Linked DNA regions of Mus musculus: all the other regions are linked to region 2. The links are chromatin contacts, called in public HiCAR-type, HiChIP or PLAC-seq, Micro-C and promoter capture Hi-C maps. All regions are on one chromosome and are shown on one strand. The core of a region is the stretch at or near the end of the contact, and the rest is flanking DNA. Distances in the headings are between cores, read along the strand shown.

Region 1 (2,778 bases), core at 212-2,711, 900 kb before region 2:
TATTTTCACAAAATAAAATGTTTTGCCATGAAGTTCATGTACCTTCATTTTTTATTTTTATTTTTATTTTTTGATATTTTAAGTTCCTGATGCATTCAACTGTAGCAGACAAGTGCTTTAAAATACTATGGCCATGGTAGGGTTAAGTTTTTGTGTGACAGGAAAGCCATCAGCCAAGCACAAACTCAAAACTTATAAAATGGAAATATATAAACTTCACTGGTTTCTGGTAGCATTATTAAGATTAATGCATATTTCCAATTACTAAGGAAGACTATATGTCTATCTACATAGGAAACTATAATGAAAATAATTTAAATTATTCGGTGATTTTGGATAAAAATAAAATTTAAAATGCAAGTTCATTGACCCAGGGTTGAGTTGGGCAAGAACTGATAGGAGTTTCTGAGTGTATTTGTTGTTTTAAGATTCTTAATTTTAAGAATACAGTATACAACTCAAGCTTTTCCAAAGCAAATGACTAGGCTTATTCCAAGTCCTGAAACTTACTGGAGGGTTGTGTGTGTGTGTGTGTGTGTGTGTGTGTGTGTGTGTGTGTGTGTGTGTGTGTCTGTGTGTGTGTGTGTGTGTGTGTGAGAGAGAGAGAGAGAGAGAGAGAGAGCCTGCTAAAATATTGTCTATTCACATAATCCTAAAGACTATTATGTAATTAATGTTATGCAAAAGGAACTGAACAAAACAAAAATAAATCTTGTAAAGAGGACCTTAATGATTTGCAAAACCCCTCCTCCACCCAGAATACTGTGGGAGGGAGGCAACGCAGGCAATGGGTATAAGCATGAAAAAGATGATACGCATAGCGTTATGGACTTTTCCTTCTGGAGCATTCTCTAATACATGACTTTTGTACTTTTTGTGCCTTCCATTCGCCAGCTGGAGTGATCTGGTGCCTGCATGAATGGCCTCTCCTGGGCTGTAAACTGCTTACAATACATTCTGGTGAAATAATAATAGCATAAGATCATTTTAGCTGGAGCAGTTAATAACTGGTTAAGCGCCTTTTTCCTCCGTGGGCTGTTTTCATCTCCCCAAAGCAGTCACTCCCAACCCACCCCACTCCTCCTCCGTCTTTAACAATGCCTCAACTTCCTCCTGAAATCCCTAACCCCTACCCCAGAGCAAACGCCAAGACCCTAAACCTGTCCTTCTCTCTTTGCAAAACGCCATCTGATCCAGCTAAACCCGAGCTGACTGATGGGAGTAAAGGCGGACTGGAGAGCAGAGATCTGCCAGGGCCCCGCATCCCCACCCCCGGCCGGCAGGTGCGCAGTCCCGGCGCTCAGAGAGTTAAAGGCATCATTGCAGCCATTAGAGGCAAAGTTGGGCGCCGCGCGAGCCCAGTCCGCGCCGCCCTGCGCCCGCTCCACTCGCCGCGGGCTCGCTGGGCGTGGGGAGGGCGGCGAGCACGCAAGCCGAGCGACTGACGTGGGACGAACTGCCAGGTAGCGGAAGCAGCCAGCCGGCGGCGGAGACACTTCACGGCGTGGCAACCCGGGTCTGTGCCTTGAAGCCTCCGGATCGCAGCCAGCTCGGTCCATCCCTCACTAGTCGCAATCCCCTGTGTCCAAGCTACTCTTTGCTATGAGCGGCAGCATGCGTGCAGTATCGCGCCCCAGGCTCTGAGAGCAGCCTGCGGACACGCTTGCCTATCTGTCTTTTTAGGTTTTGGGGCTCTGGGCTACACGGATGTGCCCCACTCCCTTGGCATGATGGGGATCTTTTTGGCGTCTGTTGGATTTATGTTCTTTTCCGTGTTATATGTACAACAAGGGCTTTCTTCTCAAGGTAAGTCGGTTGCTTGTGATGTGTTTGTGGTGATGCGTGTGTGTGCTGAACCAACTCGAAGAATGGACAGACAGCTGGAGAGTGGCTCAAACCAAGCCAATAGCGGGTTTAGATAGTATGAATAGTGTTCATTTGGGCTTTTTCTCCCAAAGTTTATTAATTGCAAGCAAGCCAGGTTTCCGAGAAACATCTAGTAGATGCAAGCCAGGTAATGATGGGTGAGTTCAGTGAGCACATACACAGGTGTGTGTGTGTGTGTGTGTGTGTGTGTGTGTGTGTGTGTGTGTGTGCATTTTCACTGTGCATGAAGAAGGCAAGCACTCAGGAATACAAAGCTGCTCTTTGGAAGGGGCTCCTCTCTGGAGGCAGAAAGCTGTAGTCCCCTTCTCTGGTCCCTGTGACTTCTTCCCCATGTGTTTACCAGAGGACCCACAAGGAGCTATGAATTGCATCATAAGAGGCAGCAGCCTGCTGGGCCCAGTTGTTCAGGACTTTGCAGGCTGCGGTGGTTGCTTCAACACCATGAGCAAATCACAGTTTTTGCCTGCTGAAGACTGCATCACTTCTGCAAGCAGAAATGCCCCAGTCCACTAGCTAATGTAAGCAGAAAAGCCTTTTCAGACGGTACCTTTTGAATAGTGTCCATTTCTATAAAACATAAAATGTTCACTTTAATTATTGCTCAATTTGGGGTTTCATAAAACAGTGAAAAGAGACACCCAGATTCACTATCTTTAAGAAAAGAGGAGAAAGTGGCTGTAATCATTCCTGCCAGCCTTTCAGTCACCCTCCTTTCATATGTGTGCCTGTGCTTGTCCTCTTCTCTCCCCCACAAATAAAAGGCTCCTTCTAGACAGACATCAGGTCTTTGCAAAGTACCCCTTGGATAAGCTAAGAACAATCGCCTTCTTAACAAAAAAACAAAAATTCCATGTTCGAGGATCCCTCTAGGGAGGGAGGGGATTTTATTTT
Region 2 (2,765 bases), core at 154-2,653:
GCAACCCCACTGCCTGGCCATCAGAAATGTAGTTTGTTTTGATACTAAATAAACACCTTGGCTTTAGGAAAGATGCTGGAGCAGGCTGTTGGGAGTGTCAATGGTTTAAATGGGAAGCTATAGAGTTGAGTTCAGCTGTAGAGGCCTAAGAGCCAAATGTAGGTCCAGATGAAGGGATGGATGGATGGTACAGCTGGAGGAATAGAAAGATGGACAGTTGACCAAACCTTGTCAACAGTGAGGACTTAACTGAGTTCAAGCCTCAGGGGCAGTCAAGTGTTCTTTGCCTATCAGGATGGTCGGATGATAGATTGGTAGGGGTTGTTGCCATCACAGTGCTAGATGTCTATCTCTTTATGGAGTCCAGGTGAGGACGTTGCACCCTTTTCTTGGTATGATGTGCCTACCACGTTCTTGTGCCTGGTTTCCCAAACAATTGTAACAAACCTATGCGCTGTTACAGTTTACCCTGATAAATTCATAGGGTGCCACCCTTTCAACGCCAAGCTATAAGGCATTTTCAGTCTGTGAGTGGAACTGGATACATGGTAAGTAGCATTCGTGTCCCCTCCGGTGCAGGCATCCCCCATCCTCAAAGTGGAGTCAAAGCTCGTCTCTCAAAAGCTAAAAAATAATCTACACTTACAGAAGATGAAACAGGTAGAGCAGGACATACCCTGACCTTTATTTTCTATCTATTCAAAACCTGACTAAAATAAATAACATAAATACGTTATCTTTATCACATCTCTCCTACCAACTTATCTTTTCCTCTTAAATATAACTTCTTTCCATGGACTTTATTACCTACTGTAGTTTCACTTCTATAGTAAGGCAACTGCCACCATTACGGACATACCCTTACTACATGGACAACAGGGCAGTCTGTCTCGTAGTATTTCTCTTAAAGGCTTCTTTCTGCACCAGCTGCAGGGCAACCTAGAGGTAGTGTCTGTTGGAGTGGGAAGCAATCCCCCACTCTTGTCAGTGGCTCCCAGGACCTAAGCTGCAGCTAGCTTTGCTTCTCCTATTTTTCCAACTGCGCGCTTGACTCCACAGTGTAGACTTGCCCGTGCCTCGCCATAGTGACATGGTGTCACCCCCCAAGAGCGACACAGCCCTGTGGCAGGTCCTGTCATTCTCCCCATTTTCTCCTCCCAGGAGTCTTCCTCCTGCCGGCCTTCCTTCGGTCACATGACAGGAAGCGCGGCTCTCCCAACGTCAAGACGTCTGCCCCCCCATCTCCATGTCCCCCGGCGCACGGTACGCAAAAAGCGCTGGCGGAGCGCTAGCGGGGCTCTGCGAGCAATCCGGTTGGAGAGCGTGTGCACGGCAGGGCGCGGGTTCCCGGATGTCAGCCTCCCGCAGGCTCCGCCCCGCCCCGCCCCGCGCTCGCTCCGCCCTCTGCGCGCCCTGTTCCGTGCCTTGAGGTTGCGGTCAGCGCGAGCCGCTGCAACGAGTCGGGGCCGCCTGTGAGCGTGAGGCTGCAACCCTCTCCTCCCGCCGACGCATCTCCAACCGGGACTCCGCCCGCCTCGCTCCGGGCCCAGGCCCCGTTGCACCCCGCCCGGCGCCGGACAGCAAAGCCGCCGTCGCCGCGTCCCGAGGATCCTACAGCCGCCGCCAGCGCCGCCCGCCGAGCAAGATGGTGAGACCTCGGTTCCCCGGTCGCGCGAGGGAGGGCCCGGGGCGTCCTCTCGGATAGAAAATTCCAGAGGCCTGGAGGGTGCAGGTGCTGGGTTTCAAGTCCTCGGCTACTTGCGCGGCCCCCGGCTCTGCGCGCTCCCGGGCCGCTGCAAGGCCCTTGCAAGCCCCCCAGCCCCTGCGCGCCTCCTCCGGGCCTCCGCGCGCCCCCCGGCCCCCTGCAAACGCCGGACGTCTCCGCGCTCCCCGAGATTCGCCGCCCCCGCCCTCCGCACGACCCTGGGCCTCCGGGCGCCCACAGAGCCGCCGCCCCCGGGCTCCTAAGCCCGTGGGCCTCCGCGCAACCCCGGCCCCGTCGCCTGTCTGGCTCGTTCGGCCTTTTCTGAACCCCGGTCCCGGGGGGCTGCGCCCTCGCTACCCTCCTCCACGTGAAACCCACTTTCCGCCCCCAGATGGGTTTCCAGGTTGGGTTTTCTGAAATCCGGTGGAAATGATAGTGTGCGGCAAATGGCGCTTTATGTAAGACCCACTTCTCCAGAGTTGTGCTTCCTCCCACTCACTCCGCATTTTCCAGCAGCGAGCCTTGGCAGGGATCCTTCCACTTTCTTGCCTTCTTCGCTCGTTTTCGCATTTATCTCTCTGCTGTTTGCAACCGTAGGGGATTTTTTTTTTTCCCGAGGCCGCTTTTCTCTGCGTTGGTGAACATGAAAGGGCCAGCGTGTATATTAGCTAAGACACCGGGCCTAGAGAAATGCTCATATTGGTTTGTTAATATTTTCTTAGTATTTTTATTTCTGTTTTTCCGGTGCTTGTGGTAGTTGTTTTTGAACGATGGCGATTTAAATTTTCCCTTCCTTACTTTCCTATTAATCCGTAGGTGGAATTCACCATGTAGTATTTCTGGCTGACGCTAGGGGTGTGCCTCCTGCCTGTCACCATAGCCAAGAAATCTATGACGCCTTTAGCTTGTTACCTTACTGGTTCTGTAGCTTCACTGGGCCTCCGTTTCGTCTTTGCAATCAAGAATTGTGTTCACAGACAAACATAGCTGCACTGCGAGTTATATGTCATTTAGTTAAACAGGATACGGGATTGTGACACTTACTGTAAACATCTTTTCA
Region 3 (2,750 bases), core at 162-2,661, 570 kb before region 2:
CTTATGAGGTATATTATTTTGTACTTCACAATTTAAAAAATGTAGAAAATGATGAACCTGTTAAAAAGTCTCTAAGCCCCCTTATCTTGATTGTTGCCCCTCTGACTTAGGGGACTAAAATTCACAGGTAATTCAGATACTTCGATACAGTGGGAATACTGAGGTCTCCGGAAGGAAGCTAAGCATGAAGCAGCTGCTGTTGTTGTGTGAGTTTGCACAGATTGTAGTTTGAGGGAAGTTGGTTTAATGGCTTCAATACAGTTGACTGCTGGGAAGAAAATAAAAAATGGAACCACTTAAGCAGTAAACAAAATTGTAAGAAACATAAGTAAAGGGGCTTTTGTAGATGCTACTTATCTAAATAAAAGACATTTTCACCTCCATCAAATAAATTAAATAAGTTTCAAATTTAAAAAAATTACAGTACATAAGGGAAAAACAGATTAGTAGAGATCTCTTTGTTTCGGTTGGCATTCTTTCAAGGATCCGCCCAACAGTTACCTAGCAACAGCCAGGTTGGCCTGGCTTACTGTAAAAGGGATTGTTTGACCTCTCCCTATCTCTCTGACTCTCTTCTCCCTTTGACTGACCCCTTTCTCCCTCTCTCCCCATTTCCGGTCTCCCCTTTTCTCGATGCTCTCTGGCCTGCCTCTTTTCTTTCTCTCCCTCTATTCCCTTCTCAACTCCCCTTCCCATGTCCCCAAATAATCTCTATGCTACCTTGGGAGGGGGCCTCGTCGTTGGCTTGCTTAGGTACGCCCTCCTACTGCATCGTAAGGTGCTCTAGAAAACATATCCCCGTTTCTATAAAACACATAAGTTTCTCTAAAACAAACCTTAAAAGATTACAGTGCATGGAAATAAGACAAACATAATTATAATAAAGTGAGTAAAAATCAAGGAAGAAGATGAAGCGGTGTTGTTTTTACAAATACAACTCCACATATGTGAAAGAAACAGAATAGAAAAATACTCTCAAAATTATCCTTAGAGATTGAGATTTTTCAAAGCTTCCGACACTTTTATCCACACTTAATGTGTGAGATTTTAGCAATACTATTACTTAACACTTACAATTAGAAAAGCTTTAATGCTATATTTAGCAACATAGGAAACGTTTCCCACTTCCAGCAGATTTTTCTGTTTGTTTGTTTGTGGGAAGCAGGCTGAAGGAAGATGATTATAACCAGCTGCCCCTTCAATGGATCAGGACTCAAACTTCTTTGCCTGGGGTTAGCACCGGTCTTAGATGTATCCCGAGAGTAGAACATGGCTGCTTCTTGTGGGTGAGGAAGGCCCTTTTGCTGCTGTGAGATTTATAAATAGGGTCACCCAGGCGTGTAGTGACGCTGAGTGACTTGGCCATAGTAACCAAGTGAGTCAGCAGGAGGCCAGGCTCCGGTCAGAATGCACTCATCCGGAGCAGCTCTGGGAGCAGCAACAGCTGCCATGGAGAGCTGGAGGAAGACCTTTTGTAGAGCCCTGTGAGGAATGCAAGGCACGTGGTGTGTTTGAGTAACCAGGCTTGCCAGATTGCCTTTCAAGTGCAGAGCCCAGGGGGATGCAGCCAAAGGAGAGCAGAGGGTTACTGACGTGTTTTCAGGGGGTTTTCTTAGCCTGAGTGAGTAAGGCATGCCCTTCTCTCTTCCAAACAGGGAGGCTGCAGGTTGGTGGTCAGACCACCTGGCCCTGCTGCTACTCAACTTTCATTAAACCTTCTGTAGCCCATTTTGGAGTCTTTTCTTTGCAGGTTTATCAATCTCCATGTAGTCAGCAAGGGCAACCGCAATGCTTTTCTCCTGGCCCCTGGCATGGCCAGGTTGGCTGGGCCCTGAAGGTGCTTTTTTGCCCTAGTAGCTGAGATCTACATTTGTCCCTCATCTGTATTCTGAATTCATGGAGATTTCTGTGCGGAGAGTGCTGGACAAGTTGAAACTGGGCAGGTATTTCTCAGGAATGTTTTTAGAATTCCATTTGAATGCCTTTTCTCTAGTGTCATTTACTGTAGCTGAAGCAGCCAAATTACTGGGATACTCACTGACCAAGACAGGCTGACTGCTGGTCAGCTATCAACCTGGCTCTACAGAAGCGAAAGGATCCGTGGGATCTGCTAGTGTGTGTGTGTGTGTGTATGTATGTGTGTGTGTGTGTGTGTGAGAGAGAGAGAGAGAGAGAGAGAGAGAGAGAGAGAGAGAGAAAGAGAGAGAGAGAGAGCGCACGAGTGAGAGACAGAGACAGAGAGAGACAGAGACAGAGACAGAAGCTTCAGAATATTTCAAAGCTCCCTGGGATGTGAACATTCAGAAGTTGAGAAGCTGGTGTGGAGCATAACAGGCCACCCTTGCCAAGATGGCTTCTGATACTGTTGTGTTTTATAAAAAGAAAGAGGATACGTTTGATAAAGCCAGGTATGGTGAGGTGGGAGGGGTGCCTTGGCGGGTCATGACAGGTATAGTGTAGACAGAGTTTATTTAGGGCATGGGAAGCGGGGGGGGGGGGGGGTTAGAAGGAAGTAGAGGCAGAGAAAAACACACAGAGGGGGAGAAGGGAGGTGGGGAGAGCGGGGGTAGGGGGGGAAGGCTGTCCAGGAACAGGTGGAGAGGGGTGCGGAGGAATGGGAGGGAGGGAGAAAGGGGTCAGGGAGAGAAGAGAGTCAGAGAAAATTAGAGAGTAAGAGGAGGGAGCAAACAACCCCTTTTATAGTGAGCCAGGCCTACCTGGCTGTTGCCAGGTAACTGTTGGGCGGAGCC
Region 4 (2,700 bases), core at 132-2,631, 620 kb before region 2:
CCTCACTTCTTTTGATTATGATGTTTAGATGTACACTGCCTACTTTAGCAATCTAAAGGCATGAGACTTTGTGTTATTCTACCCTCTCACCCAATACACTCTCATATTCTAGCAGCATGCATATCCTTACAGCCTTCCAGCTTTTCCTTCTACATCTTCATTCCAATCAACTCCTGAACCTAAAGGTCAGGGAACATTGCAGATTTGCTTTGAAATTGTGTCTCCTCCTAACATCAGAAGCTGTACCTATAAAGTCTCAGCAACATGACTATATATGCATGAACTGAACATGGACAGGAATAATAGACATGCTCAAGTGAATGGGATTCGGACAAGGGAAGACATGAAGCCTCAACCATGTATAAAGAACCAAGCAACTAAGGAATGCTGACAGTGGGAGAAGTAGTCTCCCCAGGGTCGAACACACTAGTTGGCTATCCAATGCCAAATGGTAAGCTGCAAAAACATACACACATACAAGAAACATTACACAGACTAAGCAGATTGCATTTATGTAATTAGGATATGAATACATATTCATATACACACATCAGTATGTAACAACAAATAATAAAAAATAAGGTCACAAATCTAAAAGAGAACAAGGAGTGTTATATGGGAGGATTTGGAGAGTAGAAAGGGAAGGGGTGATGTGATTGTTCACAAAAACAAAATTAAATAATTAAAAATTTCTATTGTAGTAACTTATACATAGTATATTGTCATTAATCATATCTATTTTCAGATAAGAGCAACAGCTATTACATCTGGAAGCTAAAATACCAATAACAACTTGAAATATCAACTTAAGGAATCAAGAGGAATACAATGAAATAAATATACGGTATTTATTAATGAACAAAACTGATACACTGACAGATGTTAGAAACCTGGCTCTTTCTCTGGAATGGGGAAAAACTGTGGGCAGCAAATGTTTACCTAGACCCTATGGGCCATATACAAAATGTCCTCTCAGCTCTTGAAAAAGATTTTGCTGCATAAAGCAAGAAAAGGGGAAAACTTCTGTAGGGCTTGATAGTCTTTAAATAAGTTCAACTTGAGTCACTCCCCTCACCCACTGTGAATGTCTTCAAGGCTTGAAAGCATTGCCAGCCACTATTTCCTCTGATGGAAATGTAGAGAGTTAGGGAAAGAAACACATAAATAAAGCTTCCCACCAGACTCATGAGGGTGTGGCTGGGCAAGGAGCAGGAACTGCCATCTACCCCCATTGAAAAGGACAACAAAAAGAGAGATTTTAAGTTGTTTGGTGATGCTAGAGGTCATTTAGTTCAATATTTCTTTCACCAAAGAGGAAGCTCAGCTCCAGACACAGTTAGACAATCACAGAGCTACTGAAAGGCAGTGTCAGGCCCAGAGCCCAGAGCTGGAGTCCCAGTCCAAACCACTTTTTTTCTGCATCACAGCTGCCTCTCCACAGCCCTGAGGTTTTACAGTTTCACTTATTCAAATGCAAATATTTTGTGTGCTTTATATTTCTTTACTAACTGGAGTTTGCTCTACAGAATAAATGAGTGTGGGTTGGCCATGTCAACGTGATCAACCCCCTTTAAAACACTGGATTGCCTTGGTCTCGATTTTTGACGTGGAACTCGCTTTTTTTACCCATCAAGCCTTCTTTGCTTGCACTTAGTGGATGTTACACATAGTAAGGATGAGATCACTGAAATCAATGGCCCAGAGGAAAGTCTTCCCTATTCCCATTCCCACTCCTACTTTGGGAAATAGTCCAGCAAACTGGTTGCTATGAAACCTGTGCAGCTGGGCTCAGAGGGAGTCTGGGTGGTCTCACAACAGCTTTTGAAACTTGGAGAAAACTAGGGAAGTTGTATGTTTATCCATTATCACACCAATGGGAATAAACATGATTAACATATATCTTCAGATAGTCGTGATTTTTAGAGAAATAGGCACAGCTAAGGGAGCACTTCACTGTAAGGTAATAGATTCTGTGATGAGGATTAGATGAATTCAAGATATCACCACAACAGAGTGGTATCTTAACCCTGCCTTCTAAGGCTAGTGAGTATATCTGCAGAAGATGACCTTAAGCAGAAATAAGAGAGAAAAAAGGGGGGTGAATAACTGACAAAGTAGAAGAGAAAATGTTTCTAGTAGATCCCAGTTTATTCTAGAAGCTCAGAAGCATCAGGGAACCCATGCAACAGATGAGCAGAAATCAGAGGTGTCTCTGGAGCCCAGTACAGAGGAACAGGACCAGTGGAGGAACAGGTATTGACAGGATGGGTTGGGAGGAGCTTAAAGGCCTAACATTCTACATACTAAACCTTTTCATCTGCTTCAGACTGTACATGTGACAGTTGCACCTTTAGGAATACAGTGTGTCTCCTGTACCCATGAGCCTGGCCGTCTGAACTTTGGTGCACTGTGTTACTGAGATAATGAGAGAGTTGTGCAAAGCAAGGCATATAATGGGTAATGTAATGCGTCTGGCATTCAGGAACAAGTGCTTGCATGGGGGAGCAAGAGTGGTCTTCTGGTTAAATCAAGGCCTGTATCTTTGAGTAAGAACAAATGGCGTGAGAGATAAGATTAGCTTTAGCTAACAGGAAAAGAAAGATATCCAATTCTGTGGGACATTAAAGGGACATTTCTTTGCCTCACATGTGAAGACACCCTGAAGGAAGAAGCTAGGCCTGCCATGGCCATCTTGTCTGA
Region 5 (2,718 bases), core at 49-2,548, 610 kb before region 2:
AAAAATGTAAAAATGAAATAATGAAAAAGTAATCAGTGTTGTCTTAGCTACAAGTTCAATTACATTGAATTTATATACATTGTAGATGTGGAAGCAAGATAAATAGGAAGAAAGATAACATTTTTCAAATTCAGCCCATTAAATGCTTTGTTGTTATAGAAGCAAGAACCTTTTGTCCTGATTCTTAACATTTTCAGGCCTGTCCTGCCCTCTCTTCTTTGTCACTCAAAACTGGCCTCATGTATTCAACCTTTTGCTTATGTGTAAGTCTGCCTCTCATTTCCAGGTGCCAGTGGTACATCTCAGCATTTCAGTACTGAGCCATTACAAACTCCATGTTCTCATGCAAAACACTGGTAAAGATTTTTCACATCTATTAATTTACTAATAAATTTTGTATGTATTTAATCTTTATTTTAAAAATGTTTAGGTTCTTTATTGTATTATTTTTTGTGTGTGATTGTTTTGCCTCCATGTGTCTATATAATGAGGGCTAGTAAGATTTCTCAGTGGTGGAGATCTCACTACAAAACCTAGTGATATCTATTCAAGTCCTGATGGCAGAGGGAGGAGGAAATTGACTTCTCTAACATCTGCATGCATGTGCACTTGTACAGAGACATGCAAAAACACAAAATATATAAATAAATATATAACACACAAAACACCTTGAACTACTTTCTATCCATAGAAATTATGATTAATAATCAACTTATTGTTTCCATATTTAATTAGAAAATAATTTTAAGTGGACTAAGCTAGCCTTATGGGCAAACATGTATATAAGTTAAATGTGTATTATAGTTTACCATATGTGCATATTATTATTGTTGCACTTGGTAATATGTGTTATAGGTACCTTTCTTTAGTGTTGGGAATTGAATTCAGGGTCTTGTGGGGGGGGGGGTGTGCTAGATGATCTCCTACCAAGCTGCAACCCTAGCTGTGTAGTATTTTTTCTAAGTGTCTCCACTGACATTTTTAAATTCCCCTAAGAGTAGAAGATATATTAGACTTCTTTATGTAACTCTCATACCTGGCAGAGGGACTTCCAAAACAGCTCCTCTGTAACGGTATATTGAGTTAAGGAAATCCTCAATCATCTCCCCCATAGAGCTATCCTCTGTCTTTAGAGTAGACGAGGTAGGAAAATTATGAGCTTTAGTTTCACTATCTGGCATGTTTCTTTGTGGAAAGGAAAAAAAATATCAGTTAAACCCCACTTTTTCATCAAGGACATTCAGTGTGTCCCCCGGGGAAAAAGCAGACCAAAGAACAATAAAGGATAGCCTGAAATGGAGGTGTGTGGTTCCTGTACTGCTTTGTACACTAGGAGAAGGGATGGTGTTACTTCAAAGGTATTTGTTTGAAATAGGAAACCAAATTTAGGTTTAGTTCTCCCTATTACACTGCATCCTGAATATAAATACAAACCCAAGCCCTTCTGAATCAGTTTGATTTTCTAGTAAATATAATTTGTCTTTGGCTTCCTTGAAATATTTTAGAGAAGGAACAACATTTTATTTGTTGTTTTGAACTTCGCTTTAAGAATAACGAGTAAAAGCTGAAGTCTTACTTGATGGCAAAGGTTTTGTAATCTGTACAAGGGCCCCAGATTTTGTTCTGTAATAGCTTGTAGCAGAATGATAGCTGTGCTGTGCATGCTGAACCCCTCCCTGCCCCTCAGGTATTCTTAAAGGGAAGTTCAAATCAACATGGCAGTTCCTCAGAAAGTTGGGAATTGATCTACCCCAAGATCCAGCTATATATATAGCTACTCTTGGGACTATACCCAAAGGATGTCTTAACCTATCAAGCAGACACTTGCTCAAACATGTTCATTCTGGCTTTATCATAAGATCCAGAAAGTGTAAATAACCTAGATGCCCCTCAACAGAAAAATGGATAAAGAAAAAGTGGTGCACTTATACAATGGAGTATTATTCAGCTGTTTAAAAAAAATCACACCATGAAATTTACAGGCAAGTAGATGGAACTAGGAAAAATCACTCTGAGAGAGGAAATTCAGACCAATAGAGATAAATATGGTATGTATTTATTTATAAGTATATATTAGCTGTTAAGTACATGATAACTAAACTACAATTTGTATACCCAGAGAGATTAGGTATAGAGGAAGAGTCAGTGAGGGACATACAAATCTCTCTCAGGGTGGAGCTGGTATTAGATTTTACAGGCAAACTGGGGGAGGGTCTGGAAGGGAGTAGGTACATCAAGTTGGGGTAGGGGGGGAGAAGGGGAGATAGGGCAGAGGGAGAGAATGTAGGGAAAGACAATGAAATTGAGCAACATTTGAGGGATGATGTGGAAACCTATTTCAAAAATGTAAACTTTCTAAAATCCATAATGCCCTAATGAGGCCTCCTAATAATGGGAAATATGGAGTCTCAACTGGGCATCTTCTGTAACCATACAAGGCTTCCTGTAGCAGGACTTGGTTGCATTCAATTGAACTATTGGCCATGGTGGTCCTATGGAAATCCCCAAACAATGCATGCTATTGCTAAGATACCAAGTTGTTCTCTGCCAACTATCAAGGGGCACCATTGCCAAGGACAGCACTCACACAACTCATTAAACATGGAGCAGTTGAGCTGGTGCCTACATGGAGCCTTTGGAAAGGTCTTCTGCAGGGTACCAAAAGAGAAACATAGGTACAAACCTAGGCACAAAACATTTGACCTACAATTTGTCTTG

Evidence for each region. Promoter capture Hi-C pulls out the DNA fragments that hold promoters and counts their contacts. Hi-C and Micro-C count contacts between places; a contact is called where the count stands out from the background. HiCAR-type assays count read pairs that join an accessible place to other places. HiChIP or PLAC-seq counts read pairs in DNA pulled down with a chosen protein or histone mark.
Region 1: a contact with region 2 is called in a HiCAR-type map of astrocytes, with 2.8 times the contacts expected there. The contact joins the promoter of Vstm2a here to the promoter of Ppp3r1 in region 2. A contact is called at or near these places in 2 of 39 promoter capture datasets (the 3T3-L1 cell line and liver) and 1 of 115 datasets of contacts at active chromatin or transcription factors (astrocytes).
Region 3: a contact with region 2 is called in a Micro-C map of embryonic stem cells, with 4 times the contacts expected there. The contact joins the enhancer-like site here to the promoter of Ppp3r1 in region 2. A contact is called at or near these places in 2 of 39 promoter capture datasets (cranial neural crest and pre-B cells), 2 of 484 Hi-C or Micro-C datasets (both in embryonic stem cells) and 3 of 115 datasets of contacts at active chromatin or transcription factors (astrocytes and embryonic stem cells).
Region 4: an H3K27ac HiChIP or PLAC-seq map of embryonic stem cells shows a contact between it and region 2, with 5 times the contacts expected there. The contact joins the enhancer-like site here to the promoter of Ppp3r1 in region 2. A contact is called at or near these places in 11 of 39 promoter capture datasets (the 3T3-L1 cell line, the C10 cell line, the HPC-7 cell line and 8 more), 2 of 15 datasets of contacts at CTCF or cohesin (the NIH/3T3 cell line and pro-B cells), 7 of 484 Hi-C or Micro-C datasets (B cells, adipose-derived mesenchymal stem cells, cardiomyocytes and 2 more), 15 of 115 datasets of contacts at active chromatin or transcription factors (astrocytes, cardiomyocytes, embryonic forebrain and 8 more) and 1 of 9 other capture datasets (embryonic stem cells).
Region 5: a contact with region 2 is called in a promoter capture Hi-C map of pre-B cells. The contact joins the enhancer-like site here to the promoter of Ppp3r1 in region 2. A contact is called at or near these places in 10 of 39 promoter capture datasets (the 3T3-L1 cell line, the C10 cell line, cranial neural crest and 7 more), 1 of 15 datasets of contacts at CTCF or cohesin (the NIH/3T3 cell line) and 1 of 115 datasets of contacts at active chromatin or transcription factors (pro-B cells).

The regions. Positions count from the first base shown.
Region 1 is chr11:16,256,281-16,259,058 of GRCm38.p6, forward strand. Vstm2a (V-set and transmembrane domain containing 2A) reads left to right here and starts at 1,462. Exons shown (of 5, transcript NM_001290539.2): 1 at 1,462-1,806. The coding sequence starts at 1,728.
Region 2 is chr11:17,157,895-17,160,659 of GRCm38.p6, forward strand. It overlaps Ppp3r1 (protein phosphatase 3, regulatory subunit B, alpha isoform (calcineurin B, type I)), which reads left to right and starts at 1,404. Exons shown (of 6, transcript NM_024459.2): 1 at 1,404-1,648. The coding sequence starts at 1,646.
Region 3 is chr11:16,590,225-16,592,974 of GRCm38.p6, forward strand. No RefSeq gene overlaps it. Among named protein-coding and RNA genes, the nearest start is that of Sec61g, 83 kb to the left of the region's middle. Within about 2 kb of position 1,412, at least 232 of the 459 cell types and tissues checked have an H3K27ac peak or open chromatin away from gene starts, as enhancers often do. A contact at or near this core is called in astrocytes and embryonic stem cells, where this site is marked.
Region 4 is chr11:16,533,615-16,536,314 of GRCm38.p6, forward strand. No RefSeq gene overlaps it. Among named protein-coding and RNA genes, the nearest start is that of Sec61g, 26 kb to the left of the region's middle. Within about 2 kb of position 1,382, at least 33 of the 459 cell types and tissues checked have an H3K27ac peak or open chromatin away from gene starts, as enhancers often do. A contact at or near this core is called in astrocytes, embryonic stem cells, liver and 2 more, where this site is marked.
Region 5 is chr11:16,551,358-16,554,075 of GRCm38.p6, forward strand. No RefSeq gene overlaps it. Among named protein-coding and RNA genes, the nearest start is that of Sec61g, 44 kb to the left of the region's middle. Within about 2 kb of position 1,299, at least 1 of the 459 cell types and tissues checked has an H3K27ac peak or open chromatin away from gene starts, as enhancers often do. A contact at or near this core is called in pre-B cells, where this site is marked.